Linked DNA regions of Zea mays: region 1 is linked to region 2. A link is a contact called in public Hi-C data. All regions are on one chromosome and are shown on one strand. Each heading gives the region's core, a stretch centred on a gene start, on an enhancer-like site or on the middle of the called end of the contact. The rest is flanking DNA. Distances are from core to core; before and after follow the strand shown. Region 1 holds the start of LOC103652919 (pentatricopeptide repeat-containing protein At5g06540). Region 2 holds the start of LOC100272643.

Region 1 (6,726 bases), core at 2,255-4,754, 220 kb before region 2:
TTACTTTGATCCATCTAGACGAGATCACCAGGTGAGATTTCTGCCATAAGTATGTTAAATGTTTCATTCAATTGGTTAGCTCTGCACTTGCGCTTCTCAATACAATGCGGGAAGTACTGAATTGCATAGAACTTCCTCCAAAAACAATTGTATTGTTTTTCAAGGTTTAAAACAAAGTACTTACCCTTTCTTTGCCACTGTGAATCTTGTGCTTTCCTGTACAAGTACAACTACTTGCATGGGTACTTAAGATTCTATATATGCATGCATCACTTTCAGCTTGAATACTTTAACAACTCTACTTCTGAGAACTGAGATCATTAAATCAGCCTATGTACTTGGCTACATAGTTTTTTGGTATTGAATCATAGATATATGATGGCAATTAGGAACTAAAAAGTTACGCAAAATGTTTAGTACTGCATAATCAGTTGGCATTAGTTTCTATACACGGATAGTTATGTGGTACAACGTAAAAATATAATTATGTAGTACTAAATTGTGAAAAAATTATGCATACATTAGAAATCAGCAAGTACATATTTATATTGCAAAATGTTTACTGCTGACTTCTCAGCTTGGCAGTAGTTTTTCCACATGGTTAGTTATGTCTCTGTTTATTTTGCTATCTCAATCAACTGAACCCTGATACAGCAAATATACTAACAATGACACAGGAAGCCCTGAAAGCTCTTTGGCATGCAACATACCCTGATCAAGAACTTGAAGGTTTGATATCTGAGCAGTGGAAGGACATGGGCTGGCAAGGAAGAGACCCATCAACTGACTTTAGGTACACAATGACCAATCCAAACCAGAATTCCTCAGAGTGCCTTTGGAAGTGCATGCAGCTCTAGTACCAAATCAAGTGACCTTTGATTCTTTTGTGACAGAGGCGCAGGATTCATATCCCTGGAGAATCTTTTGTTCTTTGCCAAGACGTTCTCCGTAAGCAATATGTACTGGCTGTTTCATTATTTGAAAGTGCCGTAGTCTTGCTGGTGAGTAACAATCTTATTTTTACTTCCGCAGGCATCGTTTCAGAGACTTCTAAATAAACAGTGCGGTAACAGAGCCACATGGGAGTACCCATTTGCGGTTGCTGGTGTAAATATTACATTCATGATCATGCAGATGCTAGATCTCCAGTCTAGTAAGCACTGACCCGAACTCTCCAATGTCACCTGGGTATGACTACAAAATGTGATTTTCTGAACTTTGATGTTAATGTTAACAACAGCTAAGCCAAGAACATTTGTGCGAGCCATTTTTATCCAAATGCTCTCAGGTAGGACTGTTATAGTTGATTTTTTTTCTTTATTTTTTGCTCTGGCATGTGAAAGAATGCCATCAGTGTCCAACAACTTGCTCTTGATTTCCTTGACACAGAGGATGAGTGGGCATTTGATCTGCTCTACTGTGTCGCATTTGTTGTGATGGACAAGCAGTGGCTGGACAAGAATGCATCTTACATGGACTTCAATGTACGTTCTGAGAATATGAACATTTCATCCTATGTTTCAACTCAAAGTGCAAATGTTCTACTGATCTCATGCTTGTGGTGCCACTACCAGGAGGTGCTGAAGTCGACACGAGCCCAGCTGGAGAGGGAGCTTATGCTGGACGATGTCATCCGCATCGAAGACATGCCGTCATACAGCCTGCTTTGCTAGTAACCAAAACACCGAATTCGCCGGAGAACAGAACTGAGTTGATGGTTCAACTGTATAGTACCTCCCTTTGTCTGATTTCTGGGAGGATTTTTTTTAGCAACAAAGTAGAGTGATGACGTACTGGTATCATGCTTAATTTGGGCTAATGATGGTGATATGCACATTCTCAGAAGTGTTACAATGTTCTGTACTTGTCTAAGCATTTGTCAGATATCTAATATTGATCATTTGATCCACCCATCATTCTCCTATCTGCATCATCTTTTCTGGGGATTGCCATAAACTTTCATGAGCACAACGGGGAACTAGACCAGCACATTTCCTTGTGGTGGCGATAACTATGGTTGCTCCAGTGACCCATCACCATTAACTGCGCTTGCCCCAGGGATTTTAGAGAGCCTCGCTCCCTTCATCACCTTCCTCAGCTTGTCCACGTCCTGCCACCTACCAGCCTCGGCATACAAGTTGGACAGTACCACATACACTCCATGGTTACTGGGATTTAGTTTCAGCATCTCCACCGCTGCCCGCTCCGCAATCTCAATGACACCGTGGTTCTTGCAGGCCGTCAGGAGTGCTCCCCATATCACGGTGTCCGCCTTGCATGACATCTCCCGTATCATATCCTCCGCTTCCGATAAGAGGCCAGCACGGCCAAGGAGGTCCACCATGCATCCGTAGTGCTGGATTCCTGGAACGATCCCGAAGTCCTTCTCCATGGACCTGAACAGCCGGCGGGCCTCGTCCAGCAGCCCTGGGTGGGAGCACGCCGAGAGTGCCCCGACGAGTGTGGTCGCATTCGGTGGCACACCCTCCCGCTGCATCCGTCTGAAAAAGTCGAGTGCACGCTCACCGTGCCCGAGGTTCGCCAGCCCCGAGATGAGAGGGTTCCATGCAGCCGGCACGCGCCGCTCTGGCAGCCCGTCGAACACTGCCAAGGCCTCCTCAATGGCGCCATTTTTGACGTACATGTCGACCAGCGCCGTGCCGAGGATGGGACCAACTGCCACGCCCCGTGCCACCATTAGGTCGTGCACGTGACGGCCCATCTCGAGCCCGCCCGACGGCGACCGCGCGCACGCAGACAGCACCGAGGCCAGCGCGGCGCCGCAGGGCTCGAAGCCCACGCGGACCATCTGGACGAACGCCGCCATCGCGTCCTCGTGCCTCCCGTTCTGCGCGTACGCGGAGACCATGGTAGTGTACACGGCCGCGTTCCGCTCGGGCACCTCGTCGAACACCCTGCGCGCGGGGCGGAGAAGGCCCGCCACGGAGTAGGCCCGAACGAGGCCATTGGCGACGTAGGCATCGAGGTGGACCCCGTGCCGGACGGCGAGCGCGTGGAGCTGTTCGGTGACGGGGAGAGAGAGCGGAAGGCGCGCGGCGGCCTTCAGGAGGAAGGGGAATGTGTGCCGGCCGGGCACGAGGGCTCCAGTGCCGTGGATGCGGGAGAAGAAGGGGAATGCGGTGGCCGGGTCCGGGGAGGAAGCGAGCACGCGGAGCGTGGTGTTGAACATGAAGGAGTTGGGCGCGCAGGGCAGGGAGGAGAGGAGCGCGAGTGCGGCGGCAGCGGGATCCGGAGAGAGCGCGACGTAGGCGTCCAGGAGCCGGGACGCGGCGAAAGCGTCCTCGGCGAGGCGGCCGGAGACGAGCATGGCGGCGTGCACGCGGGCTAGGGCGCAAGGTGTAGCGCAACGATCGGCGAGGAGTGAGAGGTTCGGGCGGAGGCTGACGCGCGTGCCGATGGCAGCCGCGACGAGCGGCGCCGAAGGCATATTTGGATCGTGTGCCTTCGATGCTCGGTAGATCCGTAGATGGGGAGGTGCCGAGCGGAAAAGGAAGAATGGTAATCAAAAGTCTGTCTAGGTATGTATTTGAGCATCTCTGTCCAACAGCTCCAAAATAGTTTTTTTAAAACTTTATTTTAGAGAAATAGTAGAAAAACCATATTCAATAGCTCTTGTTATGTACTCCTAATTTATTTGGTGCTTCAAACCCATAGCTTAAGCTTCTTGGCACAAATATACACCGAGTTGCCAACGTCTAATCCGGATGGCTTGCGCAGGCGTCGGGGGCACGTATGGGGATTGGGGAGTTCTTCCCCTGTTTTCCAAGGAACAGCGAACAAATCTAGCAAGACTATCAGGAACAGCGAACAAATCCTTTCTTAAAAAAAGTTGGGTTTAAGCATGGATTTATATTACCATCTCCCTGTCAAATAGATAAAAAAAGGGACCATTCTCAAACAACTCCTTAAATATCTCCCAAGCCAAATATTGGACTTGGCTGTAAAGCCTGGAATATAGTCTCTAGGACTCTAGTCATTTAAGAAATAATAAAAGAGTCATTTTGATTATGTGACTTATTATTGAGACATATTTCCTTTTTAGATAAATATCAAATAAACACGTGAACTTATGCATCATGCTACAATTTCTTTGTTTGTGCATCAAACTCAAACTTATATTTAAAACAAATCTAGCTTCAAATTGAAATTTGAGATCTGAGAATATGGGAGCAAAAGAATTAAAGAATGGAAAGAAAAAAATAATACTATTTCAAACCGTAGAAGTATTATTCATATTAGGATTTTATTGGATATTTGGAAGGTTGAAGTTCAAAACAGGAATTTAAATTTAGTTTGAATCCTTGAATTTGAAAATAGAAAAAGACAAGAAAAGAAGAAAACAAAAGAGAAGACAACCGCCTACGAAAAGGGTTGGGGTTTACCTTTCACGCCGCAGACCCAGGGCGCGCGCTGTCCCGGGGGAGGGGCCCGCTAGTCCGTCACCGTCCCTCACAACATCGCGGCACCGACATGTGGGACCAAAGACCAACCACACCGAAGCAACAACGTGCCCCCGCGTCAGTCCTGTGGCTGATATCACCGGACCACTGGTCAGTCACCCATCGCAGGTGAGGCGCGCCCGTGCCAAGTACTGCATGTCGGGCCCACTGCTCAGCCATTCAGTACAGCACCCGTGCCATACTCGCTGCCAAGTGGACCACCGGGCTCTTATGCATCTTTTATCTCGCGGCTTCCCTCTATAACAACCCGCCGCCAATCTCGCCGCCAGCGGGGAGTTAGCTGGCGCCCCAACTGTCTCACCTCGTCCATATATGGAGTCGTGTATCGTCGACCTCCCCCTTCCCCATCCATCTGTGCTAGGAATCCATGCACCACCGGCCATTGCTGAGAGAAACCAAGAGAGGGTGTGGGTGCGGCCCGATTCAAATTAGTGAGCTCGTCGTCGTGTCCTCGGAATCATGCCTAGGTGTTTCACCGTGCCTCGAGGATAGTGTCTGTGGCCTCGCTGCGGTGGATTGGTGACCAAGGGCCTCAGAATTTGTTGTCGGGGCACAAGCTCCACCATGTGTCCGCCGTGCACCGTGGCCGGGAGTCACTGCCACGCTGCCGTCGTCACCTCCTTTTCTTCGCATAGCACCGAACAGGGATCGAATTAGGTTGTCGAGTTGGGAATCAGGGTTGCTTCGGCGAACCTCCGTCGTGCACGTTGGGGGCGGCGCCGCCCTGTTCGTCCGATAGTGTTGCGGGTCCGTGCGCCGTCGGATCCAACGTCGATGGCCCGGATTAGAAGTAGGATACCAGTTCGGGGGGAAGGCATCTGGAGCGTTGATGATAGATCAGGCGAACCACGTCGGTTTGATCAACATAAAATCCGGGTCGTGCATACATTATCTTAGGGTTCCTATTGAAGACCGATTCATTATAATGATAATTTAATCCTGACCGTAGATCCAAGATCCATCGGCTCCAGTGCAAGGATACCCCTTCGTCGATCCCATTTTGTAAAAGAGCCCTACCCTTTTTACATATCAACCCGTCGTCCCCCTCTATGTTGAAAACATAGCAGATATGTCCTGATTTTAACAATCTAAACCCTGAACTATTAGAAAATCCTAGCCACAACCCAGAAGTTAAATAAATTGAGTAAATTAATATAGAAAATGATTTCTAGTATACAAATAATTCTATAATCTTGTTTAATTCATAAGTAATTCATTTTAACTCCTTTTTCATCAATTCCAATTGCATTAAATTCATATGTTTATCATGTAGTAACCTTATTTTTTTATGAAACATATGGCGACAGCCTATCCTGTCAAAGGGACACGAAAGTTTCGTCATCCTATACGAGGTGGTGGTTGAGGCTGGTCACGAGATCAAAAGGGGGGCCGAGCCCACGAATCTTGTGCCTGAGGCGAGGCGTGGCCTCACGAGGGTCCAGTCAGACCCTAATGAGGCGCCATTACCAGAAAGTGGCATTGAACGCTCTTTGTTGAGGGCCTCATCAGAGGGTAAGATTCATGTACTTCCCTCTTCGCTTTCTTGACTTTCCGAATTTCGGCGATCCTCATGGGATTTTTTGTTTCACTAGGAGAGGTGATAGGAGAGCTTTCACACGCGGAAGACTATTTGTAGGCTTTTGACACTAAGCACTCCAGTCTGTGTGCGGCCATTGATCTCAAACTCGATCGTTTTGGGATTTCACAATCAAAGGATTTGTTCGCCCTGACCTCCTTGATGGCGCTCATCGCTAGCCGCATTCGGGAACTAGAGGCTAATGCGTTCTGGCTCGGGGTTCACCACGCACTGGTCACGACTGGGTCTCATCTTGACGACTCGATCAAGCGGGATCGAGAATGCCTCTGTCATGCTAATGGATGGTGAGATAACAATACCCGAAGACCTGGAAGCATCGATTGAACCCTTCGCCTAGCACTGAGTAGAGAGTTGTATTTCACGTTTCCTAATAATAAATAACTAGGATTAATTTTTTTCCAAAGAATTTGTAAGAATGGGAATAAATTAATGATTGATGTTAGGGTTTCATGCGCCTTTTCCTGCTTCGTCCTTGTTAGCATTCGTCCACTTGGGGGTAGGTATCTATGACTTCAGGACCCAAAATTCCACTGGCGTCCATAATTATAGCTTTCGAGGCGTAAGCGTTCATAGTCTTGACCAGCTTCCTTAGTGGCCCCCTCCATTCACGCCACTTGTCCCTTAGGTCCGTTCTAATAAGGATGAGGG
Region 2 (6,906 bases), core at 2,208-4,707:
CGCATGCGATACGGTCGGTTGGGAGGGCGATCCGGCCGAGGTCGTTGTACGATAGAGTTTGCCCAAGCTGGGCTTCAGGTGAGCCGAGGGTGCGCTCACTGTCTGAGGAGGCCCTCGGGCGAGGCGTGAATCCGCCCGGGACTACTGTTCCCGTCCGAGGCCAAGGCTGGGCTCAGATGAGGTCGCGTCCCTTGGTAGACGAGGCCCTGACTTGAACCGCGCTTTATCAGCTGTTTATGGTTTGCTCTGAAGATGTTTTCCAGTCGCGTTTAGGAGTGTTGGGGGTACCCCTAATTATGATACCCGACATTGTTCAAGCCACTCACCTTATTATATTCATCCCTGCAAAGTGAAGCTAGAAAGACAGTAGTAGCTTGTGCATTTTTATGTATTTGCTCATTTATGAAACGGGATTGTCAGTACTATCAAAATGCATTCTGTTTTCAACAATCTCACAGATACTAGGATGGAGAGAAAATAAATGACTAAGCATTTTATGACTCCAGAAAGAGTAGTCTTCTCCATCAAAGTGTGGAGGTTTCCCAAGTGGAATTGATAGCAAATGAGCATTTGAATTAAATGGAATATGGGAGTAATCAAATGAATTGTTTTGATTGACCGTTTTCCTTTTTGAAGAGTCGTCATTGTCGTCGTGTGGTGAAGAAGACGAGGCATCGCTGTCTTAGTAGATGATCTTCTTAATGCGCCTCTTCTTTTTCCCTTCTCTCTTCTTTTGACTCGAGCCTGAGTCAGTAGGCTTGTCCTCTCTTGGCTCGTTGAGGACAGACTCATTTTTCTTGTCGTTGGCCACCATCCCCTTTCCCTTAGGATCCATCTCTTCGGGCGGTTAGTCCCTTAGATGAAGAGTACGACTCTGATACCAATTGAGAGCACCTAGAGGGGGGGTGAATAGGTGATCCTGTAAAATCAAACACTAAATAGCCACAAAACTTAGTTAGCGCAACTAAGTAGTTTCGAAGCGAGTTCTTGTGGATAAAACAGTCACAGAGAAGGCAACACAAGAGACACGCGATTTTTATCCCGTGGTTTGGCCAAGTAACACTTGCCTACTTCCACGTTGTGGCGTCCCAATGGACGAGGGTTGCACTCAACCCCTTTCAAGTGATCCAACGATCAACTTGAATACCACAGCTTTCTTCCTTATAGCCTTTTTCCCGTTTGCGAGGAATCTCCACAATTTGGAGTCTCTCGCCCTTACAATTTGAGATCACAAAGAAAGCACAGAGTAAGGTTGGGAATAGCAACACACACAAGACCCAAATACACAGCACAACCACGCACACAAGTGAAGACTTGAGCTCAAATAACAACTCAGGGAGTGCACAACTCGAATGGAGCCCAAATCACTAACACAATGAAGCGAATGCGCGAGAGTGGAGTCTGGATGCTTGAGAATACTTAGAGAATGCTTGGGTAGCTCCTCCATACGCCTAGGGGTCCCTTTTATAGCCCCAAGGCAGCTAGGAGCCGTTGGAGGCAAACTTGGAAGGTCATCCTTGCCTTCTGTCGAGTGGTCCGGTGCGCCACCGGACAGCTACTGTAGCCTGTCCGGTGCTTGATTTCCTTCCAAATCGGGCACAGTCGACCGTTGCAGCTTCGGGCCCGTTGGCGCACCGGACACTGTCTGGTGCACACCGGACAGTCTGGTGCACACCGGACAGTCCGGTGCCCCTGCCGACCGTTGGCGTGACCACGTGTCGCGCGAAGATTGCACGACCGACCGTTGGCGCTGGCGACCGTTGGTTCACCGGACAGTCCGGTGATTTTTAGTCGTACGCCGCAGTCGATTCCCGAGAGCAGCACTTTTCATCGGAGACCAGCCTGGCGCATCGGACACTGTCTGGTGCACCACCGGACAGTCCGGTGCACCTGACCAGAGTTGTTGTTTGACTGAATAAAACCAATTACTAAGGGTGTGTTTGGCATGGCTCTGCTCCACCCCAGAGCAGCTCTACTCTAAAACTCTGGGTGGAGCAGCTCTGCTCCAGAGTTTAGATTGTTTCTCATAACCAGTGGCAATGGCGGGTAAATAACTCAAAACTCCATGACTAGGTTGCTTTTTTGGAGTTTTCAGAGCAGCAAAAGAGGTACTCCAAAAAATTGTACTGTAGCTCCAAAAACTCCATAGAGTTTACAACTCTGGAGTTAGAGTGTTTGGCATACTCTGGTCAGCTCCTCCTTGGAGTTTTGCTCTGGAGCCATGCCAAACAGGCCCTAAGTCTAGAAACATACCTTGTTATATGATTTGCACTTCTTATTTGTTTAGCACATAACAACTCACTCACTATGTGTTGAACACTTAATCACCAAAACATTATAGAAATGGTATAAGGACACATTTTCCTTTCAGCGGGTCAAAGCGGGCTCCAGCTGGCTCTAGCGATCTAGCTTCCTCCGATGAGCCACCCCCTTAGCCTCCCCTCGATGAGTCCTCCTCTTGTGCTGCTATCGCTTCTGGTCCGATGGACCGCGGCGGTCGACGTAGGGATCACGGAAGGAGGCCTAGTCCTTTGTTGCGCCTAGCTTGAGGTATTGCTGGGTTGTTCGCTATTTATCGCAGCCACGTCGTTGACACTGCATAGCAGCGTCGCAAGGCTCAAAAGCATAATGACAACTTGAGGTAGTTTGCAGCACACATGGGTTTAAACATGCCTCCTCGCTAATACAATACTCTAGTGCCTAACTATCCAGCTGATCTGAATGAATGGCATCAGCAGGAGTACGGTGTTCATTTCATTACTCCTGAAGATGAAAATGAAGTCTAGAAAAATATATTTTAGGGGGTGTTTGGTTAGAGGGACTAAAGATTAGTCTCTAGTTTTTAGTCCCATTTAGTCTCTTTTTTGCCAAACACTAGGACTAAAATATATACTAAAATGATTTAGTTTTTAGTCTTTCACATAGGTGCTAAAAGAGACTAAAAGCTCATAATTATCATGTTGCCCTTACTTTTTTTATGGATAACTAATATTATGAGTATATTCTAAGGACATTTAAGTCTTTGGACATTGTATTTAATGACTTTAGAATCTGTTTAGTGCCTAGAACCTAGAACCAAACATGTAGGAACTAAAGTTTAGGCCTAGGATTAATTGAAACCAAACATGGCCTTAGGACCGGGAGTACTATTTAAACCAAATGCTCAACTTTATTGTGTAATGTCGTCTTGCATTTAAACATATTCTCACGCTAGTTTGCTATTCACGCCCTTCTCTTTTCATTTTCGAACCGTTTCTGGCTCCGGCCTGACGGGCTTGCCGGTTCCTTTCTATTTTCCTAAAAAAAAAAGGAAATGGTAGAGGTACTTTCTGTCGGTTTTCCGTTCGTTTTGGTCCTGACAGTTCGCTTCCTTCGCAACGACTCCATCGCAAGCTGCTTCAGTATTTAACACCCACTCACCAGATGGCGCGCGGTGCACTTGTGCCCTTTTGCGCAGCGGAGTCTTTGGACTCGGTAATCCCGGCCCTGTCCTCCCCCGACCAAACACAGTCCCTGGATCCATGGGTGTCGAGGAGGAGCGCGACGGCGAGGAGCAACGCCGCCCCCTCCTCTCCTCCACCCCGCCAGGTAGATTCCGCTCCATTCGCCGCCACCGTCGTCAACACCGACGCGGGCGTTCAAATCATCTGCTCCCGATCCCATCCCGTCATCAGCTCATCTGTGGGACCTCATTTCTGCAGCCGCGGCGGACCCGCAGCAGCAACAGTACCAGTTCCTGGGCCGGAGCACCTCTTCAGTGCTGCGCGGCGGTGGCGGGGGCTGGGAAGGGCCTGAGGTGAGCGCCGACGAGGTCAGGTCCGCCGCTGGCTTCCACACGTTCCAGGGCCCACCTCCCAACGGCGACAACGCCTATGCTTACCCGCCGTCCATTCATAGCGCCATGCTCTCCCCGTCCCCATCTCATGCCCCACCGTCTCCCCATCCAAATGGTAATTTGCCGCCGTCGGTGCTCTGCTTCTCCCCCACCGGCCTCCACATAATCGTCCTTTTTCCCTTCCGATTTTTCACCAACTGAAGGAGTTGTTGTCTTGTTGAAACTGCTGGTGCTGGGTTGTGGGTTGCATCTGCAGAAGGGTTGGCGATTGTTCCTCAAGGGCCATATCCGTATGGTGGCAGTTACCAACCTTCTGAGAGCGTCGGGAGGTGAGTTTTTTTTTTCAGTCGAAATGCTAGTTCGTCATATGCTGTTTCTGCCTTTTAGTTGAAATATGTTCGTAGCTCAGAAGTGCCAAACTAAGCTATCATTGAGGATGCTTAACTTTTTCTCATTTTTCATAATGAGTATGATCACTCAACATATCAGTAATCCTATTATCCTTCAATTCATTTTTTGATGGTAGATGTCTGATGTAACTGGATTATCCATGAGCTCTGCAAATATGCCATTTTGTAAAATGATGATAAATGAGACATCATGTATGCTATTAGTATTGGCTGCAATGAAGACTTAAGTAGATAATCCTCTAGTAACAATGGAGGACACTTAACTCCTTCACTTGAAACATAGTACTACCTCCGTTCTCGAATATTGGTCGCCCGCTAGTTCATTTTTTAACTAAACCGCGACAAATAAAAAAGAACGGAAGGAGTACCTATTTTACATTTAACTCATTCCACCTAAAATAGCAATAGCAACCACCATTCGATTTTGATTAGATGCACCAGATCACTTGATTGCATGATTGATTGCACAAAATATTCTCTTTTAAGATAAACCGTAAGTGTATGATCTTTGATGAGCTACAAACTTCCATAGAGATGGAATATTCCTTGATTATCTAAATTTTATATGAAAATCATTTTTTTCATTCACAACTGCTTAGAGGACTCAGGAAAAGGTCTCTGACCGCACCTCAGTACACCTGTGAATTCCATAATGATTAGAAATCATGAAACATTTGAAACACTAGTAGTTCAGATGTTCTAGTTTTACGTCTCCTGTTAACATTCAGATAACCCATAAGTAACAAGCTAACACATTTATGTATAACTTGCACCAGGACTTAAATGACAGAAGCTAAAAGGTCAATTTGTTATATTTGAAAGAAATTTGGTAATAACTGACCTAAATTAACTGATAATAATCGAATTCGAGGACCAGACTTCTAGCAAATTCATGTATACAGCAAGTAGTGAATAGAGTAGGAATAATTGGGCATACAGTTGAAGGATGATGTCTTGATAAAAGAAGACTAAGGCTCCAGGGAACTCCCATTATCAGTTGGCTTGATGGAGTATCTTAAGGCCAAAACTGTTAAATGGTGTCAAGAACAGGAGTTACCCGTTTTGCACCAAGCTTAAATAGATTAAATACCATATTTTTCCCATTTGAAAACAAGTGCACTGTTGCTTCCCTGCGTATCATTTTCCCTCCCCTTCTGTCCTGTGATTCTGTCTTTTTGTTGGTATGACTGTTGTTCTATGCTGACAATGGAATGGTTCGATCTACTGATAGGGATGTACTGGATGAGGTGGAGATCCGACAGCTACTCATTGACCATATTGGACATCGATGCTGTTGGGGAAGTCACCCTGCCCGCACATGGAAAATTACCTCCATTGAGGACTGCAATGTCTATGTTGGCACCTTGGAAACCTTCATCGAGGAAAGATACATTATTACAAAAAAGGAGCCCTTTGAAAGTGGGAATATAGATGGAAGAGAAAAAGGTCCTTTGCCTGGATTGTGGGAACTTGATTTGAGGTCTAAGTTTCCTGTACTTTTTGTACCAGAGAAAGAAGTGACTGTCAAGATTCCACATTCAGATATTATTGAAAAGTGCTCAGGTACTGTGTATTTTTCTTTCAGTGCCCTCTGATTTTCCTTTAATGAGAGAATTAGATTTGTACCACTATTTTAATTATGGTTATGATATTTGACATTGCTTTCGTAATATTTGGATTCATGACACTAATGTGTAAAACCTGTTATTATGTGTACACCACTATCACACCCATGGCAAGACTGTAACAAGTTTTGCCACTAAATTTGATCAGCAGTGGCATTAATGAACAGCATGAGTCTCAATATTACAAAAAGGGCAATGGAAAATATCAGACAACGTAATTAACACAGTGGCACTAACCTTACTTTTCCTTTAATATATTAAATGCATTCATATAGCAACTTAATTTGCTTATGTAGGCTTACAGCATCTGTTCCTGCATTTTGAATGTTCCTATGATGGAAATACCTTTCAGTTCATGTCCTCACATATGATGCCATAATAACTAACATGGGTGCATTCGGCCATACCCCTACTTGCTGATATTGTGCTATCTTTTGCCACCAACAGGCCATAAGAACATATGCATGCTACTAATCTTAACATTGTTTTTAAGTTAGGGACACCTAGCTAAGTGTCCTTTTTTCACATTGCACCTTAGAAAGTACCTTCTTCATAATTTTGTTGCTATGTATTTATAGTCATTTTAATTTTAACATGGTAGCTATTAGTTGTTTATTTTTTTTGACAGATTGTGAGGGTCGTGGAGAGAAACCATGCCCTACATGCAATGCTGGTCAGGCTCACGGGTTTTATAAAGCAAATCAGATGACCCAGTGTGGTGCATGTCATGGCAGAGGTTTACTTGCTCACCAAGATGGATCTGATACAGTGTTAGTTGTTCTACATCTTTTGCTACAAATATAGTTCTGTGATGGGTCTATATTGGTAGGAGGTGTTGCATATATTGTAGGGACAGAGTTAGAAGGACAAGGGATGGGAAGGCGATGGGGGACCACTCGGGATGGCAACGGGGTGGGTGGGGCTAGGGCTAGCCCCACATCCCCGCCTTGTTCCCCGAAACCCATTCCTCGTCCCCACCCCGTTTAGCCCTGCGGGGGAGAAATCATCTCCATACCCACCCCGAACGGGTCGAATC

The links. Hi-C and Micro-C count contacts between places; a contact is called where the count stands out from the background.
Region 1: a contact with region 2 is called in a Hi-C map of endosperm, with 3 times the contacts expected there. The contact joins the promoter of LOC103652919 here to the promoter of LOC100272643 in region 2. A contact is called at or near these places in 8 of 25 Hi-C or Micro-C datasets (bundle sheath, ear, endosperm and 4 more).

The regions. Positions count from the first base shown.
Region 1 is chr4:20,594,832-20,601,557 of Zm-B73-REFERENCE-NAM-5.0, reverse strand. LOC103652919 (pentatricopeptide repeat-containing protein At5g06540) reads right to left here and starts at 3,504. Exons shown (of 1, transcript XM_008679912.2): 1 at 1,321-3,504. The coding sequence starts at 3,448. The coding sequence ends at 2,012. LOC100217198 (ELMO/CED-12 family protein) reads left to right here. Exons shown (of 8, transcript NM_001143557.1): 2 at 1-31; 3 at 678-793; 4 at 894-948; 5 at 1,033-1,153; 6 at 1,241-1,288; 7 at 1,390-1,484; 8 at 1,575-1,829. The coding sequence ends at 1,673.
Region 2 is chr4:20,377,600-20,384,505 of Zm-B73-REFERENCE-NAM-5.0, reverse strand. It overlaps LOC100272643, which reads left to right and starts at 3,457. Exons shown (of 7, transcript NM_001147102.1): 1 at 3,457-3,588; 2 at 3,702-3,950; 3 at 4,092-4,164; 4 at 5,477-5,808; 5 at 6,499-6,640. The coding sequence starts at 3,522.